Linked DNA regions of Zea mays: regions 1 and 3 are each linked to region 2. Evidence: chromatin contacts called from public Hi-C data. All regions are on one chromosome and are shown on one strand. The core of a region is the stretch at or near the end of the contact, and the rest is flanking DNA. Distances in the headings are between cores, read along the strand shown.

Region 1 (3,758 bases), core at 793-3,292, 210 kb after region 2:
ATGTACACACACATATATATGTGTGTGTGTGTGTGGGTTTGGGCCATGTTAGGCTATTAGTCTCTCTCTCTCTCTCTGTGTTTTTGTGGTCTGATGTTGAGGCTAGAGCGCTGATGTCGTTCGTGTCAGTAGGCTAAAAACATGTGTGTTTACCAACACAAACCAATTATGAATTGGTAATAAAATATATATGTCATGACATTTTCATTGAATCTTGTTTTTATTATTGTAATCTACTTACGAGGATATAAGAATATAAACTATGTTCATCAAACTTGTTACACAATTCTTAGATACATATGACATACTCATAACCACCAGTATCTATCTAGATGGTATATATAAAATATATTGGTTCTTGATGCAAAATTGGTTCGAGCAATTCCCCGACCACCTATTAGACATTGAATGACATAGACCCTAGATAAATTTACTAATGTGCATTGAACTACCTAAAAGGAGGATGGGACACACATGGGTAGGTTGGCGATGCGCCGAGACACAGATTCATGCCAACGCCCTAGGGTTGGCTGACAACGTGATGTAATGGTGGTGCGATAACACGGAGGCAGGCTAGTGGTGCGGGGCGCACATGTAGGGTGCGGGTTGGCAGCGCACGGGCGTGGGGTCGGGGTGCTATACACGATGGTGTGAGAAGGCGGGCGGCGCACCCACGATGTGCGGAACCAAGTGGAGAAAGGGACGATAAGTGGAAGACGAACAAGACGCAACTAACCGCAAAAGTGACAACACGACATGCTATATTCCTTAACTTCCAATGGTTTTTCAATATCGTTGAAAGTTAGTTAACTTTCAACAACTCTAGACGAAACCATCGAAGGTTAAGTTGACTTTCAACCGCCCTAGGGTTAGTTGTCGAAAGTATGTTAACTTTCGGCGTTCGCTCTTAGCCGTTAGAAGTTAAGTTTACTTTCAACAACTAACCCTAGGATCGTCAAAATTATAGTGGCCATCGGAAGTCGTTCAGAATAGTGGTGTAAACAAAATCAAGCTTGTTGTCATTATTGGCAAACAGCGACATGAAGCTTAGGATAATTACGCTAGTGACAGAGATTGAACTTAAATTGAGCGGGAGGGGTTAATTTCACATATACCTAATATTAAAATCTGACATGTACTATATTTACAAAGGCTCGACTTGATCTATTAATCTATTTAGAGGCCACACAAAAATGTTAAGCATATTACTTCCTCCTTTTAAATTATAAGTTATTATAATCTTATTAATCTAACCAAATTTATGTATAAAATAATAAATATTCATGTTACCAAATAAGTATCATTATTTTTTTATTAATTATATATTTACAATATATCTATTTAATTTCATACTTTCTACAATTTTGGTCATACTTGAGTTGTTTTAACTCTCAAAAGGTTAAAATAACCTATAATTTAGAACAGGAAAAAAGTATATCTTTTCAACATTAGGATCATAAATTTCTTGGACTATGGCATCTTTGATTTTTGATTCGTCACATCAAAGTCTTAACCTTTAGTACTAATAATGTTATAACTGCAATTTGATGCCAATCTTTAGTTTAAGTATGATCTTGATGACAGTTGAACTTTACGGATTTATCACTTGTTAGGAAAATTTAGTTAAGATCTACCTGTATTTTTTTTCTTTAAAGTTAACTCTAAATTTTGATATATCTTATATGAAAACTTTAGAGCTTAAAAGTTAACTAAAGTACTTAAAAATAATTTTAAAGGACAAAGTAGAGAAGACCCAGCCATATCAAAGTGGAATCTGGTCAATTCACAAAAAGTACCAAAAACCCACGCGTCCCAGGTCCCACCTTACGCAAAACCGAGGGCAAAAAAGGGCTCCGCCCAAATACCCACCTGAGCAGCTAGCCAGCCACACGTACAACCTGCCGTGAGGCGGACACGTAAGCGCACAGGTTGACGAAAAGCCCCACCGCCCACGAGCGTCGTCCGCCGTCACGTCAAGCCGGCACGCTGCGCACGCTCCGGCCCCGCGGCCCCGGATGTCAGAGAGACTTGTCCGAGACAGCATGGGGCGACGGTCCGACGGACACGCAGATCCGTTTGCCGCCCCTGTCCTGTCCGCCTGCACTGCCCGATTCTGCCGCCTGTCCACGAGGCGAGGGGCGGTAAAAGGCTGGGTGTGTGCCTGTGTGGGGTGTGGGTAGGGGAGGCAGAGATTGCTGCGCGCGCCCCGGAGCAGAGCGAGTGCTTGCCAGTTGCCATTACTGTTCGGTGCGGTGAGGTAGTAGAGGGATAAAGAAAGAAGGGACTGGAAGGAAGGAAGGAGTGAGGGAGATGCCGGCTTCGCCTCGTATGGGGAGGGGATAAGGGAAGGCCGATGGCAATGCCGCCGTTTCTCCCTCTTCGCGGTTAGTATCTCATCTATCCCTGAACCATGCATGTTTTCGCCGTGTCCCTTTGATCTCCTTGGTGTATGGTGGGCTTCTTGATGGGGGAAATGCAGCTGCTGCCTTCTGCGGTCTAATCGATCAGTTCGTCAGATGGAGGATTGATCCGTTGGCGCCCCTACGGATAGCGGGGTGGTCAAAGGTTACATCTCTTTTTTAAGCGAATGAATGCTGGGTAGAGTTCTTGGCTTCTTAGTGCACGCTGAAGTTGGTTCTTAGTGCATGTTCTGGTCTTCTGGAATCCACTGAGAGTGTTTCTGCCATTTGAAACATATTTCCACCATCCCGGTCCATTCTTTTGGTTCATTTCCCATGTCACCCACAAACAGCATTGCGTTCATTGATACAATGCACCTCTGTTCCAGGTCATGGTGATTCTAGATAAAAATCACCGCTCCGCACTTCGGTGTTTGGTATCTTCGACGCTGTTGTCTTCAGCGTTCAGTGTTTTGTTTTGATATCCTTGCGAGCAGACCTGCTATCCTTTGATTCCGGGACCGGCAGTTTAGCAGTGCTTATCCATGTTTCTTTTTTGAGAACATATCTGGTGCACATGGAAGTTTAGTGCACATGGTGCACATATTAAATCAACATCACTTATTTTAGATCTAACGTCTCTAGTTGTTTGGTATATTTTGCTAAGGACACCTTCCGACGTGATGAGATGTAGTGGTGGAAGGTGTTATTTGTAAATTGTAATGATCAACCAGAGACGTTAGATTTAAGATGGATGGTGATGATTTAATATGTGCACCATGTGCACTAAGCTTCCATGTGCACCAGATATGTCCTCTTCTTTTTTTTCATCATGCTTTGGTAGGCCGATAGATTGAGCACTGGATCCTATTTCCGGAACCACACCTCTTTCGGTTGCTCAGACATTTGTTCCCTGCAATTATTTTAGGGAACTTGTTCCCTGCGTTTGTCGACTGATAAGTTGGATACCGGATGGCTACTCCTGTTGGCACAGAGCCATGGAATGTGGTATTACACAGCGATAGTGGCTCATTGTGTTTTGGTTTTGGAGTATGCATGCTTTGATTGAGCTCATCAATGTCTGCTTTAGCCATATTGCAATTGTTTCGAATTGAATCTTGCGAATTGCTGTGGCATCTCTGGATTTTGTGACATCCTTGTAAACTGATGTATGCTCAAATGTGCATTCTATCCGATGCAAATCTTATTGCTTTTCTAGATTTGGTTGTACCATGCTTGGTCACATCTTGCTTCTACTGTGCTTTAATTCATGGTTTTTTTACTGCCTTGCAGAATAGCTAGTACGCGTTCAAAGCAACTGATTGGCTGTTGATCAGCAAGATGGATGGGAAAGGATTG
Region 2 (3,656 bases), core at 28-2,527:
GTCCACCACTCTGCCCATCTCTCTCTCTCCCGTAGCCAGCCAGGGGTTCAGTTCGGGGATCATGTCATCAATCATCGCCCGTGAACGGCAAATATCCGTGCGAGATAATAGAGCATCGCGTTTGCTTTGCTCACCACCTGCCTGCCTGGCTGCTTGCCGACTCCACTCAAATGGACGCGACCTACCTGACTGACGCAGCGAGCACGCGCAAGCACAAAACTGAAGGCGACGAGAAATCATACATGCATGCGTGCATACGCAGGACGGCAGGAGGAGAGCGTGCCCCGAGCAGGAGCAGTAGTAGTACCCTGTAGAGCCGGGGGCAGTGGGCCCGGCGACGGAGAGATCTCTCAGCTGTCACGGACGCAAGGCATATCCGATCCCCTCTCGCTAGCCTTTACTGCGCTGCGCCCCAGCGGCCTTCTCACTGTGCACGCGTGCTTGACGTCGGTGGGAGTAAGCCAGGCGATCAATGCAGGTGTAAGCGTCGTGTGATCACCATGAATGAATCAACGGAGACTGCAATTTATTCATCGGCCCTGCCGCTTAGCGGAGACAAGAGATAAGATAAGCCTGCCTCTTCACGGCGCATGCCCGTGGCCCGTGTGGGTGTGGGAGGCAAGCGTAAGTTTCGTCAGAGATCCAACTGCCGCGCGTAATTGCAGGGCAGCTGAGCGGGTCAGTGATCACGAGTCCGTCGCCGTCCGTCCGTGCACGAAGCACGGTCCGCCCCCACGCCACGCACGGCGCAGAGGATCCTGGGGACAAGACGAGCCACGCCAAGCCAAGCCACGGCTATGGACGGACGCCTGGCTGTTCGCCCATACCTCACCGCCCCCCCTCCGTCCGTCCGGGCAAGCCTACGCGTCTGACGCCGCCGCAGAGGCACCACCGCCGCCGCACCCAACGTGGCGGGCCCGGCCCCCGCGGGGAAACCCGGCACGGCCGTTACTGTTACCGCGCCACCCAGTGGCCGGTCGACACGTCCGTCCCCCCCTTGGCTTTCGTCCCGTGTCCCGGAGTCGGAAGACCCCGAACCGACCTCCCTGTCCGGCTGTCCCTGCCTCACGTGGCGAGCGCAGGGCCGGGACTCAGCGGCTGCCGCACGCCACGTGGCGCCGCACCGCCGCTTATTAATCATCCTAGCAGCGCGTTTGATAGGGGGCTTTGTGTGTTAAGGTTAATCGCTGTGCTCGTGCCGGGCACGCGGGGGGCTGGCTGAGACAGCGACCGAGCCCCGCGCGGATAAAATCCATCCCCCTGCCGCCCTCCTGCCTGCGGACTGCCGACTGCGAGTGATAGCCAGGTGGAGGAGGCGCAGGCAGGGGAGGAAGACAAACACACAGACACAGGCTCCACCCCGCACGTCGGGCGTGAGGGAAGGGACCAGCCCCACCACCGGACCACTTGGTTGGGTCGGGAGACGACGCAGGACATGATGGATCACCTGAGCCTGGTGCCCTACGATGGGGCCGGCGGCGGCGGCGACGCCGCGGGCGGCAAGTACAAGGAGTGCATGCGCAACCACGCGGCGGCCATGGGCGGGCAGGCGTTCGACGGCTGCGGCGAGTACATGGCGTCCTCGCCGGACACGCTCAAGTGCGCGGCGTGCGGGTGCCACCGCAGCTTCCACCGCCGCGCGCTGGCGGCGGCGAGCCCGTGCGCGCCGCCCGTCTTCTTCCGCCCGCCGCCGCCGCCCGCGCTGCCCGCGCCGCCGCAGCAGCACTTCCACCACCATCACCACCACCAGGCCGCGCTGCAGGGCTTCCTCCCGTCGGTGCCGGTGCCGGTGCCAGCGCCGCCGCCGCACCTCGCGCTGCCGTACCACGCCGTGCCCAATGCCGCCGCCGCGCCCCCGTGGCTCGCCGCGCGCGCCGGCTCCGAGACGCCGCCGCGCCTGGACGACTTCGGCGTCGGCCTCGCGCCCGGCAGCGGCGCGGGCAGCGGCAGCGGCAGCTTCGGGCGCAAGCGGTTCCGGACCAAGTTCACCCCGGAGCAGAAGGAGCGGATGCGCGAGTTCGCGGAGAAGCAGGGCTGGCGCATCCAGCGCAACGACGACGGCGCCCTCGACCGCTTCTGCGACGAGATCGGCGTCAAGCGGCAGGTGCTCAAGGTGTGGATGCACAACCACAAGAACCAGCTCGCCTCCAACTCCGTCGCCGCGGCCGCAGCCGCGGGCATCGGCCTCAGCCCCGCCGCTGGCGCCGGCACCGCCACCGGCACCGGAACCGGCGTCGGCATCACCGGCGACGGAGACGACGACGACGATGACGACACCGACGACTCCCCGCCACGCGCCGCTGTCTCCTCCCCTTCCCCGTCTCCCATCAGCGTCTAGCAGCCCAGCCGACGACCGAAGGCACTTTCCCACTCTTGCGTCTTGCCTCGCGCGCCTAATCGGCTCCTTTTAATCACTCTTAGGTTCATGTAACAGTTAATTAGCTCTAGGTAACCGTCAGCCGTTCACTAGCTACGTACTACTACTACTTCTGCAAGTACAACCCCCTCGTTCCCATGTTAACCCTCCTTGCCTCCTCTGACGCGGCCGTGTGCCCGTGTCACGGGTGGCATATCTGTCACTTTCTTCTCCTGCTGTCTACTCTTTATTAATTTCATTCGTAGTCTTAAATTATTATTAGGCTCTGCTGTGGCCGCACTGTCTCCTCCTAATCTCGTACTGTCACCTGGGACTAATGATGATCTGATCCGTGCGGGAGCTTCGGAGTCAGTGCCTGGAAAAAAAATCTCCTTTGGAAGCACGCCTGGTTTTGCTATGATCTGCTTGTGTCAGTTCTTGATACGACAACTAATTTCACCGCTCTGGTCCAGGCCTCGCCTGGTCGCAACGGCCGGCCACGTTTGGACGTTTGGTTGTGGCTTTGGCTGCGACAAGGCGTGCGTGGGCGTGGGCGTGGGCTTTGGGATCGGTGGGTTGGAGTCCCAACGCTGGTGGCCTGCTATCTTTGTTACCATTTGCGCCCTGCGCCGCGGCCGCGCGGACTGCGCCCACGCGCGTATCGGCCGTGCCTGCCGGTGGACGCGGTGGTGGGTGGAGCCGGGGTTTCGTTTCGACGACCTGCCATTGCAGTTGCCGGGGGCTGCTCGCCTGCTCCCACGCGCCCAAACATGAGACACACCCGGCCGCACCTGCAGTTCGGTGTTCCACCGGAGCCTGTGCCGCCGCCGGTGGGGCCGAGGTGGGTGTGGGGCGCGGCGCAGGAGACCCGTCGCGTCCCCGCGCGAGCCGTGTCCTCGGCGTCTTCCCTCCCTGTCGCCCCGTCCGGTTCGGCGCATGTTTCGTTTCAGGATGCGCAGGTGCGCGCGTAGGGATCATGATGAATGGCTGCTAGGCCGGCCGACGCCGTCGGGGCTTTCGGTGCGGGGCAGGATCCGACACGGATCTCTCATTGCGTCGTGTCGCTTCCTCCCTGCAGTCCTGTCCTGGCATGCCACAGCTTCGACGCGACGACGCCCATCGAAGGTTTGCTTGGTTGGAGACCAGTCGTTCTTCGCAAGGACCGGTAGTTGTGTTGCTCTACTGAACCTATCATGGCTACGTAAGCTAGCTTCAGAGCTGTTGAGCTGAGGTCATACTGTATGTAAGGCGTTGCCAAGGTCCCAAGGTTAGGAACAGAACATGTGCTCTCCCAGTCCCA
Region 3 (3,553 bases), core at 151-2,650, 170 kb before region 2:
CCCATTGGTTTGAGGAAAGCTGGTATCTTTTGAACGGGAAAATATTCAGTGGAATGAAACCCCTGCAAAACATACTTCGGAGTTTTTTTTTAAATAAAACAAAGCACATTCATAGTGCATCTAATAGTGTGCATTATTACATAATAATTTGAGGTTCAAACACCATCCACAAAAAAAATCATATGAAAAGAACAAATTATAGGCGCATATGCACTACAAGCTAAACGAAATCTATAGGAATTTGTCTTACTCCCTCCATTTCAAATTATAAGTTACTTTTTTTGAGAGTTAAATCATCTTACGTTTAACTAAAATTATAGAGAATTAAAAAGACTCATGACATCACCGTAAAAATATGATTAGATTGAGAACTTAAAAGACTTATGGCATCACCATAAAAATATGATTAGTGAATAATCTAATGATACTTACTATATAAATTTGGTTAAACTTGAGATGTTTTGACTATTCATTTATCCAATAAAGTTGGAATGACTTGTAATTTGGAAGGGAGAGGGCAGTCCATAAGCACGTGGAATTTGTTGTTTGCGAATACTTTCCCTTTTAACATAATGAACATGCTTTCACTCCACACGCGCTAGTATGTGTTTCCCTTGCTTAACACACCTATGTCGTGCTCTGCAGATGGCAAGTCAGGCGCTATAGCAAAAACCTTTCCTGAGACGAGTAGCCGCTTTCATGCAGGCCAGAGCTTATTTCTCAGATGTCCCTTCAACTTCATGCCCATCTCTCTGAAGTTCCACTCACAATTTCACATAGTTGCTGCTACTGCAACCGGGACAACCTTGATTAGTCCGCCTTTGGACACTGATTCCTGCGTTTAACCGACAGAAAACGAAGCAAAATGCGGTTAGATAGCAGGCGCTAATGGTCACTGAGTAGTTAGCATGCAGATACTCCCCTCCTGTACAGCTTTTTATTAAAGATAGTAGCAGTGGTATTGTAGGAGTACCCGGATTGTATTTATACTGGTAATATATGAGCCGGTAAAACCCGAAGGTGGTGTTTCTGTTATACCTGGACCGTGCTCTGCCCTTCAAAAACTGTAGTAAACCCGAACGGACGCTGATGTAGCTTTGGCAAACTTGCTGTTGATGTGATGCATGACTGCCGTGCACCTGGTGCCGTGCCCGACGATGGTTGACTCCACCCAATCAGCCAAGAGCACGGCACGGCAGCGATGTGTTGGTGTTGCCACACGGATCTGCGATTATTAAGCTACGGATTATCATGTGGGGTGTCACTACGATGTCCCACTCGACTGCGCGGCGCATGGCGTTTCCGTGTTCCGAATCTTCGCCATTACAAGCTACCCGTAACTGTGGATCCTGACCAGGGTACAGGGCAGGTCGTCCTCGCCGACGACAAGCTTTATCGCTGCCCAATCCTGCGGCTGGAGGACGACGCCTTGGTTTAGCGTGACCCCGGACCCGGACATCTTCTGCGCAGTGTTCCGTGCTATACGCCAGTATCTCCTTACATGGGAGTACTCACAGGATCATGTGCATGACATGTACAAACTGGTGCAGTTGTGCCTTGACTTGGAGCGTCTATGGTCCCGGCCATTGCTGGAACCTGGAGGCGCTTGGTACACCGTTACGACGGGTCGGATGAAACCAGGTTGGTTGGAGTTTAAGTGATTGAATGTAAATGTAGGTACAACGTGGTAATGCAGGCAAGTCGAAACTCCACGAGCAATCCATTCAAAGAAAAAGGTGAACGAAAGGCTGAGCGGACTATAATTCTGCCCCAGATTCGCCAAGAACGGACAAGCTGAAAAGGGGCTCTACAATTTTCGACACGGGCTGCCGGTTGGGAATCCCGGTTGAGTCTCAGTCCAGCGGTTAATCATGGCTGTCGTGACTACCTTTGATCCTTGTCAGAAAGCGAGAAATACACACCGGCCCAAATAAGTGCATCTCCGTCAGATATTCTGTCCAATCTATTATACCTAAAAAAATTTGTGTTCTATGAGATTAAAAAGCTACGACAGACAACATACATCTTATCTCATCCCTTATATCTATAATTTTTTTTAAAGAGAATAAGCACCTCGCCCGGTTCGTCCTAGTGCTCCAGATATAGCATCTCTAAAGTATCACCACGTGCATGAAGGAAGCACCATGCTAGGTCCGCGACGACAGCGTGGAGAGGGCATGAGGATCGTGGTTGCTGGTGTTCTAGTGGGCAAATTAGATTACCCTAACTGCTCCCTATCCCTCATTATATAGTCATCTCGACGGGCTTCTGACTCATAGGCCCATCAGCAACCCTAAACTTAGTGTAATCTACATCATATCCAAATTAGACTTCTTTCCCCTTAAGTGTGTGACCCTATATGTTCATGTATACATAGACATGGCCCAGGTACTCTTACTTAGCTCAATAATTGACAGCGACCTCTAGCCAGACATGTCAACTCCCATGCATATGCAAAGATCATATCAGACGAACCATCACAACATTATGTGCATCTTTTTCCCTTTGTGAAAGCACCTAGAGGGGGGGGGGGTGAATAGGTGATCCTGTAAAAACTTAACTTATAGCCACAAAAACTTGTTAGGGGTTAGCACAACAATTGCCAAGTGGCTAAAGAGGAGATCTTGCACAATACGACAATCACAGAGAATTCAACACAGAGGAGACACGGTGATTTATCCCGTGGTTCGGCCAAGTACAAAACTTGCCTACTCCACGTTGTGGCGTCCCAACGGACGAGGGTTGCAATCAACCCCTCTCAAGCGGTCCAAAGACCCACTTGAATACCACGGTATTTTGCCTTGCTTATCTTTATCCCACTCGCGAGGAATCTCCACAAATTGGAGTCTCTCGCCCTTACACTTAAGATTCACGAGAAAGCACGGAGTAAGGGAGGGAAGCAACACACACAAATCCACAGCGAAACGCGCACACACACGGCCAAGATTCGAGCTCAAAGACTATCTCACAGTTTCTCACAAGAACGGAGCTCGAATCACTTAGAATAACAAACGGATGCGCAAAGACTTAGTGTGGATGATCAAGAATGCTCAAGAGTTGCTTGGTGTACTCCTCCATGCGCCTAGGGGTCCCTTTTATAGCCCCAAGGCAGCTAGGAGCCGTTGAGAACAAATCTGGAAGGCCATCTTTGCCTTCTGTCGTCGGGCGCACTGGACAGTGTCCGGTGCCCGATTCCTTTCCTTAAATGGCGAAGCCGACCGTTGCAGATGCGGGAGCCGTTGGCGCACCGGACATGTCCGGTGCACACCGGACAGTCCGGTGCCCCTTTCCGACCGTTGGCTTGGCCACGTGTCCCGCGCAGATCGCGCGGCCGACCGTTGGCTCACCGGACAGTCCGGTGCACACCGGACAGTCCGGTGAATTTTAGCCGTACGCCGTCGGTGAATTCCCGAGAGCGGCCACTTCGGCCTGGCGCACCGGACACTGTCCGGTGCACCACCGGACAGTCCGGTGCCCCAGACCGAAACAGCCCCTTGGCTGTACACAGCCACCTCTTTCTTTTTCTTCCTGTTTCCAATACTTAGACAAATAT

Evidence for each region. A called contact is a pair of places that touch in the nucleus more often than the background predicts.
Region 1: a contact with region 2 is called in a Hi-C map of root tip, with 4 times the contacts expected there. The contact joins the promoter of LOC100304269 here to the promoter of LOC100285642 in region 2. A contact is called at or near these places in 4 of 25 Hi-C or Micro-C datasets (ear, endosperm and root tip).
Region 3: a contact with region 2 is called in a Hi-C map of ear, with 5 times the contacts expected there. The contact joins the enhancer-like site here to the promoter of LOC100285642 in region 2. A contact is called at or near these places in 11 of 25 Hi-C or Micro-C datasets (bundle sheath, ear, endosperm and 3 more) and 1 of 3 datasets of contacts at active chromatin or transcription factors (leaf).

What each region holds. Positions count from the first base shown.
Region 1 is chr2:51,850,931-51,854,688 of Zm-B73-REFERENCE-NAM-5.0, forward strand. It overlaps LOC100304269, which reads left to right and starts at 2,043. Exons shown (of 8, transcript NM_001361394.1): 1 at 2,043-2,384; 2 at 3,693-3,758. The coding sequence starts at 3,741.
Region 2 is chr2:51,642,887-51,646,542 of Zm-B73-REFERENCE-NAM-5.0, forward strand. It overlaps LOC100285642 (ZF-HD homeobox protein), which reads left to right and starts at 1,278. Exons shown (of 1, transcript NM_001158533.2): 1 at 1,278-2,632. The coding sequence starts at 1,436. The coding sequence ends at 2,338.
Region 3 is chr2:51,472,866-51,476,418 of Zm-B73-REFERENCE-NAM-5.0, forward strand. LOC103646439 (kinesin-like protein KIN-7E, chloroplastic) reads left to right here. Exons shown (of 25, transcript XM_008671172.3): 25 at 646-1,125. The coding sequence ends at 666. Among protein-coding and RNA genes, the nearest start is that of LOC103646439, 34 kb to the left of the region's middle. Within about 2 kb of position 1,401, at least 11 of the 20 cell types and tissues checked have an H3K27ac peak or open chromatin away from gene starts, as enhancers often do. A contact at or near this core is called in ear and tassel, where this site is marked.